Linked DNA regions of Oryctolagus cuniculus: region 1 is linked to region 2. Evidence: chromatin contacts called from public Micro-C data. All regions are on one chromosome and are shown on one strand. The core of a region is the stretch at or near the end of the contact, and the rest is flanking DNA. Distances in the headings are between cores, read along the strand shown.

Region 1 (4,063 bases), core at 1,451-3,950, 180 kb after region 2:
GGGCGGGGCTGGTGGGACGAGGGCCGACACCCCAGACACCTGCGCTGGGGCTCCCCAAGCAGCACCCCTGCTCTGCCTGTCTCCGAGACACTGCCAGGGCGCCCTTGGCCTCCGCATCCAGACTCAGCCAATCACAGACTGGAGGGAAAAAAGCCATCCCTGGGCCGCATGTAGACTTTCTTTTCAGAGAACTTTATTTGTAAGGCACAGTGAGACAGATCTCAGCTGTATGTTCACTCCCCAGAGAGTCCCGACAGCCATGACTGGGAACCCCACCCGGGTCTTCCAAGTACTTCCGCCACCACCTGCTGCCCTCCAGGGTGTCCATCAAGAGGAAGCGGGAACCCAGGCACTCGGGGCTGCGGTGGGGGAGGCCCCAGGGTGTCCTGGGCACGGCATCCAATGCCCATGTGCCCACCTCTCTTGGTGCCCTCACTCCCTAAGGACTTCATCAACGACACACACAGCACTTACACCACAGCCCATGATGCCACCGGCTCCTGGCCCGGAACCCACTCCCAGGGCAGCCCGCGGCCCGGAAGCACCTCTAATCCCATCAGCACGGGCACAAGCTCTGGCCAGCCCTGCAGCAAGCCCAGGAGCCCCGGGCCCACCATGCACCTGGAACCTAACGTGCAACTTGGTCTTTAAGAAAGACCACACAGTTGAAGCAGAGAAGCTACACACAGGACAGCGGTTGTTCGGGCAAGGACCCGCAGATCCACAGCAGGCAAGGGGATGCTGGGCCGGGCCACAGGTGCACGCGAGCTCACAGTTCTCAAGAGTTTCAATCTCTTAACCTTCCAACGACCAGAGATGGAAAAACTGGGGGCGAGAGGTGTAGCCCTATCCCTTAGCAGAGCGCCTGGGTTGGGGCTCTGGCTCCTGGAAGTGGCAGCGACAGCTCAAGTAGTCGGGCCCCCACCTCCCACATGCAAGCCCGGACTGAGCTCCTGGCCCCAGAATTTGGCCTGGGCCATCGCTGGCCGCTGCAGCCACACAAGAAGTGACCCAGCGGGTGGAAGCTCCAACAGAGTCACCAAGAGCCTGCTGGACCTCAGAGCCCAGGCCCCGTCACCAAACTATGGCCCTGTGCACGGCCTACCGGCACACACTGGAACCCAGACCAAAGGAGAGGTGGGGAGGACAGACAGAGCCCCGGGGCGCAATGACGAGAGCAGACAGGAGAGGCCGGAACCGAACCTTCCCGAAGCCACAGCAGAGGCCAGTGGGTCTGGGAATTACCACTGTGCAGCCAACACGCTCAGCGCCACCTTCAACAACCAACGAGCAGCCGACCCCCGTTACAGAGCTGTGGGTGGGCGCCCAACCCAGCCATTCCCTGGGAGCTGTGTGACCTCGAGCCCGGCTAAGCGGTGAGCTATTAGCACTAGGAGGAGGCTGCGGATGGCATGCGGCTCGGCGAGGGCAGCCAAAGCTTACCAGGAGCTTCAGCATTTCCTTCGTGTCAGGATCCACTTCAATGATCTCCTGATCCAGCGCGGAGACCTAGAGAGAAAGGCAGGCCCCGTACCAGTGAGAGCCGGCACCTCCCCTGCACGTGTCCCGCTGCCTGGTCCGTGTGCACAGGGGGAGCGAGCCGTGGGCGGGCAGGATCGAGTCCCCCCACAGGGGAAGTCGCTTCGGGCACTGCAGCACGGCCAGGCAGACCCCGGGAGGCCGGCATCAGCACTTATCCAATCAGCAGCGCGGGGCCGACCACAGGTGGGCACGCGGCGGGTTCAGGAACCCGCGTCCCCACCTGCGGGCGAGCCCGGGGCCCAGGGCGCTCACCTCGGGCACGTAGTTGTCTCTCCGCTCCCGCTCCTCCTCCTGCAGCTTGATGGAGATGCCTCTCACCGGGCCCCTCTGGATCCGCTTCATCAGGTGCGTGACATAGCTGCGCCAGACCCTCCGTGAGCGCGCCCGCGGGCGGCTGCAGCCCCGGCCCCGCACACCCCCGGCCGCCGGCCGAGCAGGTGCCGCCGCCGGCCCCGGCCCCGCACACCCCCGGGCCGCGCCCTCCGGCTCCCCGCGGGCCCCGCCTCACCCCGCGATCTTGTTGCGCAGCTTCTTGCTGGGGATGATGGCGATCTCCTCGCACACGCGCTTGTTGGTGTGGAAGTCATTGCCCAGGCGGGTGTAGTACTTCTCGATGATGACCCGGGCCGCTTTCTTCACGGTTTTGGTGCGCACGCGGCCCTGCGGGCGGCAGAGCACGGGGGTCACCCGCGGGCAGCGCTAGCCGAGCGAAGCCCCGGCGGCCGTGGGCTCGCGGGCCGGGCCCGCCCGGGAGCAGCGGAGTTGGGACGGACACTGCGGTCGCCAGCGGCTCCAGGTGGACAGGGTCGCGCGCGCACCCGGCCCAGGGTCTCCCCTCCGGGGTCAGGGATCACGGGGAGCTGTGGATGGGGGACGATGGAGCTGGATAGCGCCCTAAGACCTATACACCTACCATGTTGGCGGGTCCTGAGTGAAAGAGGAAACAGGAAGCACAAGAGAGGCCTATAAAGCGCAGGCCAGAAAGCCGCTTCCGCCCAGCCCGGGACGCGCGGAGCCTGCTCGAGCGCACCACAGCGGCCCCTGGCGGCGCGGGGCGGAAGTGAGGGCGGCGCACTGCCCGGGTGGGCGGGGCGACGGCGGCCCCGCCCACGGTGGGTGGGGCTCGTCCGCTTCCGCGCCGCGCTCGCTGCGCCGGCGTTCAGGGCGGCCGCGGGTCGGGGGTCGGGTGCCCTGTAGACCAGGAGCAGGTGACTCCCACACTCTGGGCAGTGTGGAGACGACTTCCAGTCCCTGAGAGGCAGACGGACCCACGGCCACGGAGACGTGTGGAAGTAGGGGGTGGCGCCCCCTCCCCAGCCATCGCAGAGCCCCGTCCCGTCCGGAGCGGCGGGCTGTGCCAGGCGCCTCGAGTGGGTTTCCGGCCCCGCGGTGGGCGCCTGAGGGAAGGGCGGGCCCAGCTCAGCGCCACAGCTCCCGGCCTGTCCGCCTTGGGACGCCCCCAGCGCCGGCTGCCCGCTGTCCGGCTCCGCACCCTCACCGGACAGGGCGGAGACGGCGGGTGGGTGAAGGGCGGCGAGTCTCACCCGGACAGAAGGGACCCCGCCCCCGAGTGGCCGGGGCGTCCTGGGCGAGGAGACCCCCGCGCCCCTCAGCCGGGGGCCTCAGACCCACTGCGTCCCCCACAGGCACCCCAGGCCGGCGGAATCCGCGGACCCGGCTCCCTCTGCCGCTCACCGGAGTCAGGACGGGACGGACCCAGGTTGGGGGAGAAGCCCCCACCCCCCGGACAGCTCCCGAAGCCCACGTGGTCCCGCCGCCACCCCGGGCGCCCCGGGGCCCCCACCTCAGACAGACACAGACACGGACCCAGGACTCTGCTGCAACGTGTTTATTATGTGCCAAAAAAACTACACCACAGCGTACTCCACGCATCTGTAGGCGAGTGCAGTCTGGCCCGCATATACTACAGTGAGGTAGAGACTTCACACACAGCTTCACAAAACCCACAGAGTAGCTGGGATCTGCGACAATGCGACAGCAGCTCAGCAGGGGGGGTCATGACACTGGTTCTTTGGCACACGGCTTCCCTAAGAGGGGCAAGTATTTAAAAAAAAAAAAAAAAAGGAGAGAGTCAAGTTTTCAAATTCCAGTAGCGGTTCAGTCAACTGCAACTGTGGCTTCGTACATTCCTCAAACGAGCCGTCAGAAGGGCACTGCCCGCTCTGGGAGGGGCCCGGGAGCCTTCGTCCACCCCACCGAGAAGCAGCCCTTTTTTTTTTTTTTTTAAGCTCAGTTACAAAAGAAAAAAGTCCTGTGAGTCTGTGATTAAAAACTTCTATCAACCCTCCCCCGACAAGTGCAACTGAAGAAGGTGCGAGAAACCATTTGAAACTATGTACAGCAGCCGCTCAAATGCCCTTTATCGGGTCCAGTTTCAAATAAAACAAATTTTTTTTTCTTGGTTGCAAACGCTTTGATTTGCAACCGTGTGAAACAGTGACCAGTAGTCCCCAGACACAAATTTGCTATAATGTTAAAAGCTGCCAGGAAAGAAAAAAAT
Region 2 (4,274 bases), core at 751-3,250:
GCCCCCTCCCTCCTTGGAGAGGTTCAAGGATTTCCAAGGGACGGCCAGGTCCGGCCTGTGAGGGCGGAACCAGGGTACTGGAGCCGCCCGGAGTCAGGGAGGGAAGTGGCCAGATCAGCTCCCAGGTGGCCAAGCCTGCCTCGCCGGGCGCCCTTTTAGGCTCCTTGCACACTCCGGTGGTTTAATGCACGTTCTTCCCGAAAGCCTAATGAAACAGAGACCAGAATTGGCCCAAAACATTGTGGATTACAGCACACTCTCCAAGCTTAGGTGGAATAGCGGGTGATGGCCAGTCTCTCCCTGTGTTTTTCAGGTTCTCTTCATCCAGCCGGGTGTATTTCTTTTATAGGGCAGGGAGACATAAATATTATTGCTTCATGTGCTTGAACTTGACAACGGAGCCACGTGCCTTGGCTCCGGCCAGTTGGGCCAGTAAAGAGAGCGCCTCGCGCACGGAGGCCCAGCTTCCCGGCTCCGCTGCCATTAGGAAGCCTCCCCGGGCCCTCCTTCGGCCCGAAGACCGCGGCTGCAGGTCCAGGGGCAGCCTTAGGGTCCCGGGGTCCCCAGCCTGTGCAGCGGCTCCAGCGCGGGAGCCGGGGCTCCAATCCGGAGCCCGCCTCCGGGTCTTTACAGCAGCCGGCCCGAGGCGCGAGCGGCGGCTCCTCAGGGTCGCTCCGGGGCCGCGCAGGGAAAGGTGTGGACGGCTGGAGAGGAAAGGCGAGGGGCCGGCTGCTCCGCGCTCCGCCGGCTTCCGCGGACGGGGGCGCCCGGGGTGCACGAGGGCAGGCAGGGGCTGGGGACAGCTCGCTGTAAGGACGGCAGGGGCAACCCGGGGCGCTGCCCTGCGGCTGACTGGGCGAGGCCAGGCGACTCGGCCGAGCCGCACAGCGGGCTGCTGGCCATGCCTGCGGTCCTCGGAGGCCGCAGCCCTGCACTGCGTGCGCCCCTCGCTCCCGGACTGCTCCTGCAAGCAAAGGCCCGTGGTGGCGGCTCGGAGGGGTCTTTGTGTTCGGCTGAGAGCAGGACCGCCTCCCCGCCCGCGGCTCCTCCGCACCGAAGCCGCCTAAGGCGCAGCTGAGTGCATCTGGCCGGCGGCCCCAGGCAGGCACGCCCAGATCCGACCTCCTGGGACCCGGCGTGCAGCGCCTCCGTTCGCTTCTCAGCCCCCGACCCGTGTCCCCAGCAGCTCCTAGGCCGTGACCCAGTGACCGGAGGTCACAGAGCCGCATTCGAACGTAGCGGTCTAGGGGGCCCGAGCAGCCCGGGTGTCCTTGGGCAGGTCCTTTCCATCCCGAGGCGAGGGCCGCCGTGCCTGCCCCGGGACCGCAGTCGCGCATGCGCAGTCGCGGGCGGCGCCCGAGGAGGCGGCGGGCGCCCCAGCTGCTTTGCATTGACGCCAGCAGCCGCTGGAGGTCACCGCTGGGGGCTGGGCGCGGCGTGCTGTCGGCAAGACGCGGCCCGGAGCGCAGGCGGCGGAACCGGAGCCGCGCCAGCCGCAACTCGCGGGTGCGCGCTGCCGCTGCTGCGCTTCTCGACGGCGCGGCCCCAGGCCCGGCTGGAGCCCGGGTGCTCCCCTCCCGGCCTCGCCGGCCGCCGTGCGGCCGCCCACAGGGGGCTTCGGCCGACCCCTGACTCTGCACCCCGGGCAGCGGGAGCGTGCAGGCTAGCCTTCCCCGCCACCGGCGCCCGACCAAGGGGCGCCTGGCCGCGGGGCGGCGGCCCAGCGGGCGGAGTCGGAGCCCCGGGGAGGCGGCGGCAGAGGCAGCGGCAGCGCGGTGCGGGCACTTCGGGGGGCTCACTCTCCCGGGGTGGGGGTCGTGCCACCGCGCGAGGACTCGGGCTGGGAGAACGCACGGCTCCCCTCCCCCGACATTCCCCGGAAGCGCGGCGCGACCGAGGCGAGCGCGGCGATGTGAGGGAGGCGGCCGGCGGCTCCCGCCTCAGGAAGGGCATGTTCGGAGGGGCGGCCGCGGCGTGCCGCCCGCCCCAGCGCCCCCTCCCCGCCACCGCCGCCGCCGCCGCGCCCGCACCGCGATAAAAGGGGCGGCCGCACTTCCTGACGCGAGACCCGCGCTCGCCGCCGCCGCCGCCCGCCGCCCGCCCAGGCGGCGATGACACGGCGCCCGCGGCCGTCCCGAGGCGCCGGGCGGGCCGTTTGCTGACCGGATCGCGGCTGCCCGCCAGCGTGTCCGCCGCGCCGCCGCCAGCATGGGCTGCGCCCCGAGCATCCACATTTCCGAGGAGCGGGCGGTGTACCACGGCGGCAAAGAGGCCGAGGACGCGCCGGGCCCCGCGGCGGCGCCCCCGCTGTCCGGCGAGCCGCGCCTCCCACAGGCCCCGAAGACGGCCGTCCTGCCCCGGGCCCGCGACAGCAGCCTCGTGGAGTCCGAGCCTCGCGACGGCAGCGGCAAGCAGGTAAAGGGGCGGCTGGGGGCTCCCTGTCCGCCGCCTCACTCGGGCCGGCCGGGCGGCAACTTTCCCTCGGGGGGGCCGGGCGGGGCCCCCTCCGGGCCGCGGTGCCCTCTCGCCGGGCTTTGGCGGGCTCTGGTGGACAGCAGGCGTCCGTCGGGGCCTGGGCAGCGCTCGGAGGACGCTGACCCGAGGAGGACCTGGGACCCCCGATTAGGACGCTGTCCGAGCCGCACGGTCCGCTGCTTAGACGGACCCGACGCCCGGAGCGGCGAGGCCGGCCGTGAACTTGACCGAGACGAAGCGCTCGGGTCGGTTCCCTCTCCAAAAGCTGGTGTTACTGGGGTGCGGGGGACCCCAGGATATTCTGGCGCGGCCCTGAACCGTTTTGCCAGTGTGGACTTTGGTGCCAGTGGTAGGCAGCGAAGGGCGAGCGGCCCCGTGAAGGGGACTGGACCCTCCTGTCCTGTCCTGTTTTCCCTCTGTCGGCTTTGCACACGGACTTTTCCATTTTCTTTGGGGCTATTAAAATGTAATCTGGAACCACATCAGCTTTGCTTCATTGCACATGTATTTGAGGTTCACGTTTATTAGCATACATATTGTATTTAAAGCATATGTAATTAGAAAATACTATCTCTAACCCGTTTTTTGAAGCATTCAGCAGAACAAAGTTAATCTTTTATTAAGCAGTCTTACTGGGACATTTTGTGACTTTTTGGGGGGGGGGTAAAAAAATCGCGTGTCTTCTCCAGTGCTTGTTGCCTTGGCTTGTGTCTTGCCAAAGTTTCTGGGCTTGGCTTTTGTTACGGTTTCCTAAAGGAAAGATAAAAAGGAAAATAGGGGAAATTATTCATTAAGGCACACACAGCAGCGGCTTTGCAGTTGTCTGATTTGAAATCTAGGGCTGGAACTCAAGCAGTGTTCTACGTTTTATCAAACTAGTTACAGGAAAAAAAATTTTGGCTGCAGGTGGTTAAATATCATCTTTGTCATCACTACCAGTTTTTGAGTCATTTGCAAAATGTTCTTGCTGATTGAGGCTTGCTAAGTCTCTCATTTGATGGATATAGTGTGATCTACTTTCCATCTTAAATGTTTAGCAGTCCTCATGCTACTTTTCTAAATGAAAAGGAAACATCATTTTCAGTAACTAAAACGCCCTAACTGAAAATTCCACTTTGTTCTGGTTATCAGAGGCTGAAATGTTTCTCCTGTAGATTCTTCTAAGAAACCTATGATGGTTTGGACTATTAACTCACGCTGCTTTTAATGTCAGTGGCTTAATAAGCCCATCTAACTGGCTTGCAAAGAAAAACAGCATAGTACAGGTAAAGTTGACTATGGAAATTTTAGTAGTGTTCATGCTTTTGACGCAAATCTAACATTGGTTATCGTGGCACAGTGAGTAAAGCCGCCGTCTGCAGCGCCAGCATCCCATATGGCTGCTGGTTCGTGTCCCGGCTGCTACACTTCTGATCCAGCTCTCTGCTGTGGCCTGGGAAAGCAGTGGAAGATGGCCCAAGTCCTTGGACCCCTGCACCCGCATGGGAGACCCGGAAGAAGCTCCTGGCTTTGGATCCGCTCAGGAGCTGTTGCAACCAATTGGGGGAGTGAACCATCGGATGGAAGACCTCTTTCTCTTTGCCTCTGCTTCTCTCTCTGTGTAACTCTTTCAAATAAATAACTCTTTAAAATAATAATGTTAAACTTTTCAGTTAACCGAGTAGTCCTTTAAGTAAGAGGGCTTTGTGTCTTCCAGGCTTTTTTGTGGCAGGCTGAGTGTCCTTAGGTTTGCCTACACATCTTGTAAGCCTCTCCAGTATACCATTCATCCTTGCAGTGCCTGCTCCAGTGGCATGCAT

The links. A called contact is a pair of places that touch in the nucleus more often than the background predicts.
Region 1: a contact with region 2 is called in a Micro-C map of ear pinna, with 3 times the contacts expected there. The contact joins the promoter of RPS17 here to the promoter of PDE8A in region 2. A contact is called at or near these places in 4 of 6 Hi-C or Micro-C datasets (ear pinna, psoas muscle, skin fibroblasts and 1 more).

What each region holds. Positions count from the first base shown.
Region 1 is chr12:101,428,095-101,432,157 of mOryCun1.1, forward strand. RPS17 (ribosomal protein S17) reads right to left here and starts at 2,701. Exons shown (of 5, transcript XM_002721477.4): 1 at 2,456-2,701; 2 at 2,051-2,202; 3 at 1,795-1,900; 4 at 1,444-1,509. The coding sequence starts at 2,458. CPEB1 (cytoplasmic polyadenylation element binding protein 1) reads right to left here. Exons shown (of 12, transcript XM_070054565.1): 12 at 3,377-4,063.
Region 2 is chr12:101,253,753-101,258,026 of mOryCun1.1, forward strand. It overlaps PDE8A (phosphodiesterase 8A), which reads left to right and starts at 2,001. Exons shown (of 22, transcript XM_002721497.5): 1 at 2,001-2,415. The coding sequence starts at 2,209. It overlaps LOC138844744 (a long non-coding RNA gene), which reads right to left and starts at 1,339. Exons shown (of 3, transcript XR_011381056.1): 1 at 1-1,339.